2 separate regions of the Rattus norvegicus genome follow, and region 1 is linked to region 2. The links are chromatin contacts, called in public Hi-C maps. All regions are on one chromosome and are shown on one strand. Each heading gives the region's core, a stretch centred on a gene start, on an enhancer-like site or on the middle of the called end of the contact. The rest is flanking DNA. Distances are from core to core; before and after follow the strand shown.

Region 1 (5,405 bases), core at 294-2,793, 48 kb before region 2:
CATTAGAGTTGGAGGGTCTCCATCCCGAGGGAAAGTTCTCCCTGAGAGCTTTTCAAGTAGACCCCTCCCGTGTGTGTGTGTGTGTGTGTGTGTGTGTGTGTGTGTGTGTGTGTGTGTGTGTGTGTGTGAGAGAGAGAGAGAGAGAGAGAGAGAGAGAGAGAGAGAGAGAGAGAGAAGTGGTGTGCCTATAAAGGCCAGAGAGGGCGCCCACTAAGACAGAAGGCAAGCTATGTGTGTTCACAAGCAGCCCAAGGTGGGTGCTGGCAATCACACTCCAGTCTTTTGTGGGAGCAATGTGTACTCTTGACCTCTGAGCTATCTCTCCTAACTCACAAGCAGCATTGCTAACAGAAAGACGTGACACTACTGACCTACCTCAGTTACAAATCCATTGGAAAAACACATTAATTTTTAAACATTTTAAACATTTAAAAATGGGGGATGTGTGTGTGAGGAGAATTTAACCCAATAATTTCAAGTGTGGCAACTTTATGAGAAACATCAAATTTGTGACTAAGGTTTTGTGGAAACCTTCCCAAACAGTTCTGATATCTTACAGACTTGGTAAACATATCACTTTTAAAAAGAGATAAGAAAGCCAAAATTTGATTTGTATTCTAATATGGCCTTTACTAATGCTGTTTTGAGAACCAATTCAATATAAATAGAAAGTCAAAATTTTTAAAAAGCCATTCACATTCCTGTTTAGAAATCTTTCCATGCCATGTATGAGTATATTTTGGGGCACAATTCAAATACAAATAGAGTTATTCCAAGGAGAAGCCTAGGTGTCCTAGGGTGCTCTCAGGACAGCCATACTGTGTAACTAAATTACTGTGAGCAACGAACATATATTACTAGATTTTTTTTTTGGTAAACTGCCAATATTTTTGAACACCTATAAATATATCAAACTATTATCAGCCTTATTTATCTCTAAATTACTACAAAGTCAAAGGGATGTTTTAGACTCCTGCCTCAAAATATGTTTTAATCAGAAAGAAACATTCTGTTTTTATTTTATGTGTATGTTTTGTTTGCATCTATGTCTGTGTACCCACATGCATACAATGCCCCTGGAGGCCAGAGGAAAGCATTATATCCCCTAGAATTAGAATCAAATGCTGTTATGAACCACCGTGTGGGTACTAGGAACCAAATTGGGGTCATCTACAAAAGCAGCAAAGTGCCCTTAATTGTTGACCCACATATCTAGGTCCCCTAAATATCCCTTGAATTTAAGTGGTCACTAACTATTAAGAAGAACAAATTGTGCCCTGCTATCTTTCTTGCCAGTATGTACCTAAGATGACTTTCATAGAAAGGAACTTTAAATCTTAGTTTTGTTGAGGGTCAGGTGTGTGTGTGTGTGTGTGTGTGTGTGTGTGTGTGTGTGTGTGTGAGCTAGAACACTCGCTTAGCATGTACAAGGTCCAGAGTCAATCCCCAGAACTGCAAACAAAAGTGGGCATTCATTTACTCAGGTTTGGGAGCACTGCCTTGTATAACTACTCTCAACGTGATCAATGACATCATGTGGGCCATTTGAAATCCGCCATCGTAGAGAACAAAAAGGCCTTATGCACACAGATAAGCACCAGAGAGGCCAGGGTAGTGAAACACACGGCTTACCTCTTCAATGGAACGAGGTGCACCGCTGCTTTTCCTGGAATGCCAGGGATGATGGACTTTTACAACCCTGTGATCGCTTGCTGTCTGAGGAGACAGGCTCTGCCCCTATCTCCCAGAATTTTTGTTTTTAATTATCCCAGACCCGTTTCCCCTAAATCATGAGCACTGCTTTTAGGCCATAAAACCAATCAATCAGGACTGATGTCAAACCTAAGTGACTTCTATGTTGTCTTAGGGCCAATGCTGACACCCACAGCTTGTATGTTTACTTCAGTCAAAAATCCCTGGACCTTAAGTCTTGGGCACTATCTCTGGGTCAAAAGTACCCATTCTTGTGAAGGAAGCCGGATGTACTTTGTAAAGAATCTCAGCGTCAATATACCTTAAACTGTTGTGTGCTTGGGATTGAGTTGTTACCTGAATTCCCTTTTCTAAAACTGTGCCATGCTTGAATATAGAAATGATGTGGGCCAGACTCTAGTTGCCCTGCTCCAGCATCCAGTTCACTAAAACAAGGCTGAGACGACTTTCATTCTTACCCCATCCTGGTTGTTTTCCTGTCTGCTGTAAAGCCTGCAGGGGAATCACCACAAGCTGCAGTGGAGGAATTTATACCCCAGGAATAGACAGAAGCTACACTACTAGATGTGAAGTACGTACAAGCGCATCAATGATTGTAATAGACTTATGACAGTCCATAATATTTATTATCACCAGTTTTACTGTGTTCAAAACAAAAGCTAGGTGACCCTTCCTGAGCAAACTCATAGTAAAGCCTTCAGACATATAGCATAGGTATTGTGGCTGTAGACCAGTCTTTTGTTTTTGTTTCAAGATGGTGCCTTAGTATGAAGCTCAGGCAAGCTTGGAACTTGAGTGTAGCTCGGTCTGGCCTCTAGCTCACACTTCTCTGGCCTTGGTGAAGATGTTTAAAGTGGTAGGATGATGGTGTGGACCACTATGAGGGGCCAAGAAGCCATTTTGAACTTGTTACATATAGATTTTTTTGGAAGCCACAAAAGAAAAGAAAAGGTAGTTAGAAATGTCATCAGAAAAACGGCCTCAAAAAGAGTTTCATCTATCTGTTCTGCTTGAGGTTATTTTTTATTGGGGAATGCATAAAAATAGCTAATTATTTTTACTGACGGGGACTCAAATCCAGTCTGCCAATATTGCAGCAGGAATGGGAGTCTTTTATTTTTATATTTTCAGCACAGCCGTGGCATATGTTTGCTGTTCTTCCATGCTCTGTCTCCCCACCCCATCTCAACCACCAGGTCTACAATCCCCAAGTTTGTGTTGTTTGTCTCCTCATCCTTCCCACAGCACTTAGTACTGACCATCCAACATCCCCTGCGACATATCAGACACGTGACTTTACTCAATGACACACCTAGGAACGCTAGTGTGCTTCCCATTTGTCCCAATAAAGGTGGTAAGATTAAATGCTGTGTCCAAGATCCCACTAAGAATACATAAGGCAAGCTCCGGGATAGTAACACAGACTGAGTTCACTCTCCCTGTGCCATGTAGGCTCTAGTTAACTATGGGAGCCCTTTACTTACCTGAGGTTGAGAGGGGCTGGCAGTGAAGTAGAAGGCAACATTCGTCCTGAGAAATATGAGGGGAAAATGAGAGAAAAGAATGAGTTAGCAAGCAAGAACTAGTTACTTAAAGGAGAACAACCTTAACCTAGATGCCCGGTGCCTTACTCTTTATGAAAAACATTTGGTTCTGCAATCTGATAAACGTAAAGGAGGCTTTGTGTTTTCAACAATAACGAATGATGAAATTGGGGAAGATGATTGTTTTTACATCTTTAAATATCCATTAGGTCATTTTGGTTGCCTCTGCCTCTGGACTCTCTTAAGATATTCCAATCAAGTAATATAATCAATCAAACTTGATCCTGAGAAGTGGGTAGCAAGAGAGGAACTGCAGGCATGAGTCCTTTTGTAGGCGCCACTCCATGATAACTTTAATGGATCCACACCAAAAGAGCAGTGCTTTAAAATCAGGATAAATAGATGGCCACTGTGGGACAATCGTCAGGAGTAGCACTAAGCTCTTCTTGCCCTGAACTTCTCCCCAGTCTCTTGCAACGCCTGCTGAATTCTGCAAAATTTCATCCTCTTTGGCTTTAGGTTTGTCTTCTAAAGCCCATCTATAAAATAAAAGTACCATCCAACGAACACAATGACGTTACTTGCTCTCTAAATGGAGTTTCCTGTGACTAGGTTTGTCATATACTAAGACAGCAAGGATCCAGGCACAGGGAGAAGGAGAGGGTTAGAATTTTGTAAGAGGCATAAGGTTTTGTAGCACCAAGTGCTTCACAGTGTGAACGTCTTTGAAGTATTTCAAGAGGCTGGGAAATACAAAGACGAATTTGTTTTCCACAAGGGCTGCCCTTTTGCACATGCTCTTTGTGGCTCTGGCCTCATCTTATCACGGTAGATCACTCTCAACTCCACCACACCTGAGCTTCCAAGACTGATGAAAGGGCCACCCTCCTATCGTGTACCCCTCCTTGCATTGCTGTGTCTGAACCTGAACTTCTAGGTTCTTCACCATCTTCATTCCCTAGGATTCTCTGAAGACTTTCCTTCTGTTTTTTGCAGAGCTGGCAGTAGTTACAACATCAACAGTATGTCCATGGAGATGAAACAATATTTGCTAGTGTGGCCTTGACTGAAGTGAGCAGGGTGTATCATATCACAGGCCCCCACTAGTTAACAGCACAAAGCTAAGAAAACCCACTGGCATTTCTAGTGTTAGAGCAAGGGGCATCAAAAGTTTCCATTCATTTCTTTTAAAATGAAACAGGAAACAAATGCTTACTTGAGAGATTAAACCCCACTTTGTTCAGCTGCTTGGACTGGTAAAGTAAGGGAAGAGGGGAAAGAAAGACTCTTGAGTCAGGAGAGGAGATGCACGTAAGGAGAATAGAGAAGAGAACAGACAGAAGGGTGTGTGGAGGAATGACGTAAGAAGAAGGAAGTGTTTACAGGAGAGTAATAAAATAGAAGACGAAAGAAAAGGCAGAGTGCATGGAGAGCCAGGGACCAACGGTCAGTAGTTTAGAGTGAAGGAACAAGAGTCACAGGACCTTAAGTCTCACATCAGTGAGCTCCTGCAGGCACAGAGGGTGTTCCAAGTCCCACTTTGTTTGTTGGAGGAAATGATGCATAATGACTCTGCACCGTGGACTTCATACTATCATTCCCCGTTATCTGCCGATTGCCATCTGTTGTGCGCTCCCTTCACACCCCGCCCTTCCGGCCAGCCCTCCTGTTACCTCTTGCTCTTCAGAGTTCATCCTTCTAGGGTGGGGAATCTGCCCTCGTTTATCTGGATCCCACGATTTCTTCCTGTCTCTGGGACTCGATGTCCACAAATATCAACTTTCTTATTAATCAGCTTTGCCCTTGCTGCTCCTTGGTTTGTCTCGATCATTTCAAAATAAGTAACAGACCAATCCAACCAAGTTCCTCTGTGTGTGTGTGTGTGTGTGTGTATGTGTGTGTGTGTGTGTGTGTGCCTACGTTCATGTGTACACACACATGTGGAAGGGGAGGCCAAAGGTCAATGTTAAGTGTGATTCTCTATTGTAATCCACCTTATTTTTCTTTCATCTTTTGACAATCTTGTAGATGTCTACTACGTATGTTAAACATTTCTGCCCCTGACTCAATTCCCCCACTTCTCCCCAGTATATCTCATTTCTGGTTTTAAGTCATTGTCTTCTTCTACACACACACATGCACACACAC
Region 2 (5,905 bases), core at 564-3,063:
TGAGGCCAGCTTGGTCTAAAATAGAGACACTCTGTCTCGGCAAGCAAGCTTGGGGAGGGGCCAGCAGTTAAGAGCACAAACAGGCTCTTCTAGAGAACATGCATTCAGTTCCCACCACACACAGCAGCTCACAAGGGCCTGTAACTGCAGTTTCTGGGGGTCTGGCGCCCTCTTCTGGCCTCTTTGGGCACCACAGGAGCATGTGGTATGCATACACACATACAGATAAAATAAAAACAAAATAAACCTTAAAGGAAAGAAGAGAGAGAGAAAAAAATAAAGCGACTCATTTGTCTCTCAGCAGAACTTTAAGAAACACCAATGCCTGTGATGATTTTCTTTGCACATGCTATTTGATTTTTAGACGAAGCAGGCCATGTACTCTAGAGACTCTGGGGGTTTCAAGATCTCATCTAGTTCCTGGAAACCGCAGGGTCAGGAATCTTATCTTTTGTGCAATATATCGGCAGCTCGTGGGCCTCCCACACTGGGCAGTCAGAAATCTCTTGTGTGGGATATGAAAATAAAAACTGCCCCCTCTCCTCTGTTCTTGATGGAATGGCTTTACACCCAGCAACTCCACTGCCTCAGGGCACTGCCTTAGGTTACAGGAGGTCTGGCAGTGCGAGGACTATGCTGCCATGATGACAATACCATCGGATTGGATGCGAGCTATGAGATGGGGCACTTTCTCAGTCCGCACAGCAGAAAGGCACTAAAGACTAATGACATGCTTAAGGAAGGAAGTTTCTGAACTGTGACCCTGAATGACAGTCAGGGATGGAAAAGTATAGGGGAATTCTAATCATCTGGTTCTGAAATGCCCCAAAGTGTAGGGCATAGCGAAGGCTGCATAAACACATCTACACCGGTAGTAAAGACAGAAGCAGGTACACTGGAGAGCCACCACTCTTAAAGGTATTTTATTTTAAGGAAAACGTGAATTATATTTACTGTCTTACATTATATAACCAGATAAGTCAGCGGCATGAAATCATTCTCCTTCCTGCTTGTCTCACCACAACTCTTGTGTACAGAACTTTCACACACATTTCCACCCTTATTTATACTCAGAGTCTGGGCGGATCACCTGAGCATCGCGGTGACAACGTCTTGGATTCAGCTTTTTTTAAAACAAGCACCCAGTGTGGTGACAGTAGCAGAGACCAACTCGTTCTCACGTGCATTTCTGAGCACCTCTGCTTCCTGGAGGTGTCATTAAACAGAAGGGTCCACAGGAGATTAGGAACAGGTTTATCCTCCCCCGCCCTCCTCCTTCCTCCCATGAACATAGCCATCCAGACTTCCCGGAGAAAGGCCCAGCCTGAGCCAGGATCCGCAGAGGATGCGGGTCCCCGCGCCTCTGCAAAGCCCAGGAATGGCAGCGACCAGGCCGGGGTGGGCACGAGGTGAAGCGGAGCGGTGCCCAAAGCTGCTGCCAAGGCTGGGGCAAGGCAGCGATTGCCTCAAGCGGGAGAGGCAGGGAGAGGGTTTCCTAGTCCCCCGAAGTCTCCCGAGGTACCTGGGAGGGGGCTCGGCGATCTCGGAAGTTGGGGTCAGCCGAGGGAGCGAGCTTCTTACCTGGCCAGGATGGCTGGTGTGGTTGAAGGAGTAGATGTTCTCGGTGCTGAGACTCACCACGCCGCTGTAGACGCGATCGAAATCCGCTCCTCTGGCGGGGTCGCGCGGATTGCGGGGCAGCTCTGCCGACCGCTTGAGGGGCTCTGCCCGGTGGCCAGGGACCGCCGCCCGTAGGAGCCAGGGCAGCGCGCAGAGCAGCGCCAGCCGCGGGCAGTCGAGCATGATGGGCGCCGCGCTCCGGGAGGCCCCCGAAACACAAGCAGCCCGAGGAAGGGGCGAGCACCGAGATGGTCCTTCCGAAGCTGCCTGTGGCGCTGGGTGCTGGCTTCAGCAGCAGGGTGGTGTGTGGCCAGCCCCGCCGCCCAACGCCCTCAGCGCGCTGGAGAGGAGCAGATCAATACTGATGTGCCACCTGGGGTCTCCAAAGAAGGTCACGCGTGTGGAGTAGGGGCAACGGGAGGCGTGGGGGCCAGGGAAGGATGCTTTCCCCTTCCACTTTTAAGTCTCCCCTTTCTCATCGCTGAAAACCTTCCAGTCACTCAGAAAAAAAATGTCACTGATCTCTTTCCTCTCAACCTCAAACCACCAACGACAAACCAACCCCTCAGAGAAGTAGCTGCTAGTCTAGAAGAATCGGTGTGACCAGCCATCAAGGAGGAAATCAGGTGCACGGCAAACGAAAGTGCGCTCTAGCTGCAGGCAAGCGAATAGAAAGCAAAAGAGAGTGCCCCTCTCGAGAGGATGCACCAATTCGATTTTACAGTCGCTTCCAGCAGGACTCTCGCAGGTGTGAAATGTCACTGGCTACCCGCCCTGCTCGCACAGAAGCCCTTCTCAGACACCTGGCCTATTTCCTTATTGCTCTCGCTCTCCAAGGAGAGACTCACGTCATCGTGCCCCTGCCATATGTACACGTATGTAAATATGTACAGTTACAAAATATAGATACGGTCAAGAGAAGAGAACAGTCCCCAGCTCGGTTTGAAGACTGCTTCCGGAAGTTTGAGAGACCAGATTTAGACAGATTTCATTGTTTTCCATTCCAGCCTTTTGTGCCGTTTAACTCGGCAATATTTTCTTTGAGATTCTAGAAGAAATTTTCAGGATTCTAAATAGCACTTTTTTTTTTTTTGGCTCAATTTAATTTGATATTTTATTGAGGCAGAGTCTTCCTACATAATCCAGACTGATCTTGAGCTTGGAATCTTTCTCCCTCAATCTTCCAAGTGTAGCACTGAGAATATTTATGCAATTTCCCCCAACACTTAATGAAATTTAATAAACTTGAAATTTCCGAAGGCCCTTGAGGCTTGCCGCAGTGACCAGTTGGAACAGGCTTTGAGACGGAAAATCCGTCGCAAACTTTATGAGACCTGGGGATCAGCTCCTTTGCAGGGCCGTGTGTTCTTTTGCGGTCTAGCATCTCTTTATTAGAACGATAATTCATACTCTCAGCTGGAATTTGCCCCCCCCCCCACTCGCTTGCACTAGTTTTGCCCTCTAGAGCCACAGGAATGAAGCTAATTCTTCCACACGGTGGCTTTGTAGGTATGTAAAGGGAGCTATGACCTTTCAGAGGATCCTTCAAGGTTTTGCCCGTCTGGAATTTGACATTGATCCACTGAGAACGGTTATGCGATTAGATGGTATTGAAAAATGTATATTTTTTTGGTGTATCAGAGTAGGGTAGAACACAGATATGGTCTCCACAAGCCCTTCGCCTGAGCTGCCATTACAGATCTTCGCATTCTTCGACATTTCTTCACTCCAACATATCCCTTTGGACAAACAAGATAAAAATCATCCTTCGGTCTGGAGTTTGGGGGTTTGTTCCACAGAGAACAACTATATGATTAGCTGCAACTGAAAAAATCCTTTCACCATTGTACGACATTAGTGCTGAATAAAAAAGATTTATTTGAAATCAACATAGGTGGCCTGTATACCAGAAAATGGAGTTATACAAGACATATGACTGGGGGCGGAGGGTAGCCACCAGTGAGTCCCAGATGCCAGGAAAGCAAGAGTCCCCCAGGACCCAACAGGGATGATTAGCTGAAATGCCCAACAAAGGGGAGGGAGAATCTATAGAGGTCATATCTAGAGGTTAGATAATAGGCCATAACTAGAGGTCCCCTGTTGGGGGATGGGGCCACCCACTCATCTCCAAATCTTTAACCCAGAATTGCTCCTGTCTAAAGGAAATGCAGGGACAAAGTGTGGAGCAGAGACTGAAGGAAAGGTCAAACCATGACCTTGGCAGCAAGTGGTGCAGACACTAGGTTTTGGTACAGTATGTCAGTTGGCCTTTGTCCTGATTTCAACATAGGTCCATCAGAAGAGGTCAGGTATGCTGCCCAACATGAGCTAGATGGCTACGAGCCAGCCCTCGGTGTTTCTGTGAGGAGGACCCAAGCAGAGCCTGCCTGAAGCCTTCCCTTATTTTCTTTTTCTTTCTTTCTTTTTTTTTTTATTAACTTGAGTGTTTTTTATTTACATTTCGAGTGTTATTCCCTTTCCCGGTTTCCGGGCAAACATTCCCCTAACCCCTCCCCCTCCCCTTCTTTATGGGTGTTCCCCTCCTCATCCTCCCCCCATTGCTGCCCTCCCCCCAACAATCACCTTCACTGGGGGTTCAGTCTTAGCAGGACCAAGGGCTTCCCCTTCCACTGGTGATCTTACTAGAATATTCATTGCTACCTATGAGGTCAGAGTCCAGGGTCAGTCCATATATAGTCTTTAGGTAGTGGCTTAGTCCCTGGAAGCTCTGGTTGCTTGGCATTGTTGTTCATACGGGGTCTCGAGCTCCTTCAAGCTCTTCGAGTTCTTTCTCTGATTCCTTCAACGGGGGTCCCGGTCTCAGTTCAGTGGTTTGCTGCTGGCATCCGCCTCTGTATTTGCTATATTCTGGCTGTGTCTCTCAGGAGCGATCTACATCCGGCTCCTATCGGCCTGCACTTCTTTGCTTCATCCATCTTGTCTAATTGGATGGCTGTATTTGTATGGGCCACATGTGGGGCAGGCTCTGAATGGGTGTTCCTTCTGTGTCTGTTTTAATCTTTGCCTCTCTATTCCTTGCCAAGGGTATTCTTGTTCCCCTTTTAAAGAAGGAGTGAAGCATTCACATTTTGATCATTCCGTCTTGAGTTTCATTTGTTCTAGGCATCTAGGGTAATTCAAGCATTTGGGCTAATAGCCACTTATCAATGAGTGCATACCATGTATGTCTTTCTGTGATTGGGTTAGCTCACTCAGGATGATATTTTCCAACTCCAACCATTTGCCTACGAATTTCATACAGTCATTTTTTTTGATAGCTGAGTAATATTCCATTGTGTCGATGTACCACATTTTCTGTATCCATTCCTCTGTTGAAGGGCATCTGGGTCCTTTCCAGCTTCTGGCTATTATAAATAAGGCTGCTATGAACATAGTGGAGCATGTGTCTTTTTTATATGTTGGGGCATCTTGTGGGTATATGCCCAAGAGAGATATAGCTGGATCCTCAGGCAGTTCAATGTCCAATTTTCTGAGGAACCTCCAGACTGATTTCCAGAATGGTTGTACCAGTCTGCAATCCCACCAACAATGGAGGAGTGTTCCTCTTTCTCCACATCTTCGCCAGCATTTGCTGTCACCTGAGTTTTTGATCTTAGCCATTCTCACTGGTGTGAGGTGAAATCTCAGGGTTGTTTTGATTTGCATTTCCCTTATGACTAAAGATGTTGAACATTTCTTTAGGTGTTTCTCAGCCATTCGGCATTCCTCAGCTGTGTATTCTTTGTTTAGCTCTGAACCCCATTTTTTAATAGGGTTATTTGTCTCCCTGCGGTCTAACTTCTTGAGTTCTTTGTATATTTTGGATATAAGGCCTCTATCTGTTGTAGGATTGGTAAAGATCTTTTCCCAATCTGTTGGTTGCCATTTTGTCCTAACCACAGTGTCCTTTGCCTTACAGAAGCTTTGCAGTTTTATGAGATCCCATTTGTCGATTCTTGATGTTAGAGCATAAGCCATTGGTATTTTGTTCAGGAATTTTTTTCCAGTGCCCATGTGTTCCAGATGCTTCCCTAGTTTTTCTTCTATTAGTTTGAGGGTATCTGGTTTGATGTGGAGGTCCTTTATCCACTTGGACTTAAGCTTTGTACAGGGTGATAAGGATGGATCGATCTGCATTCTTCTGCACGTTGACCTCCAGTTGAACCAGCACCATTTGCTGAAAATGCTATCTTTTTTCCATTGGATGGTTTTGGCTCCTTTGTCAAAAATCAAGTGCCCATAGGTGTGTGGGTTCATTTCTGGGTCTTCAATTCTGTTCCATTGG

Evidence for each region. Hi-C and Micro-C count contacts between places; a contact is called where the count stands out from the background.
Region 1: a contact with region 2 is called in a Hi-C map of liver, with 2.4 times the contacts expected there. The contact joins the enhancer-like site here to the promoter of Sidt1 in region 2. A contact is called at or near these places in 2 of 12 Hi-C or Micro-C datasets (hepatocytes and liver).

The regions. Positions count from the first base shown.
Region 1 is chr11:69,913,544-69,918,948 of GRCr8, reverse strand. Sidt1 (SID1 transmembrane family, member 1) reads right to left here. Exons shown (of 26, transcript NM_001100653.1): 4 at 3,198-3,243. Among named protein-coding and RNA genes, the nearest start is that of Sidt1, 47 kb to the right of the region's middle. Within about 2 kb of position 1,543, at least 2 of the 93 cell types and tissues checked have an H3K27ac peak or open chromatin away from gene starts, as enhancers often do. A contact at or near this core is called in hepatocytes and liver, where this site is marked.
Region 2 is chr11:69,865,356-69,871,260 of GRCr8, reverse strand. It overlaps Sidt1 (SID1 transmembrane family, member 1), which reads right to left and starts at 1,813. Exons shown (of 26, transcript NM_001100653.1): 1 at 1,582-1,813. The coding sequence starts at 1,803.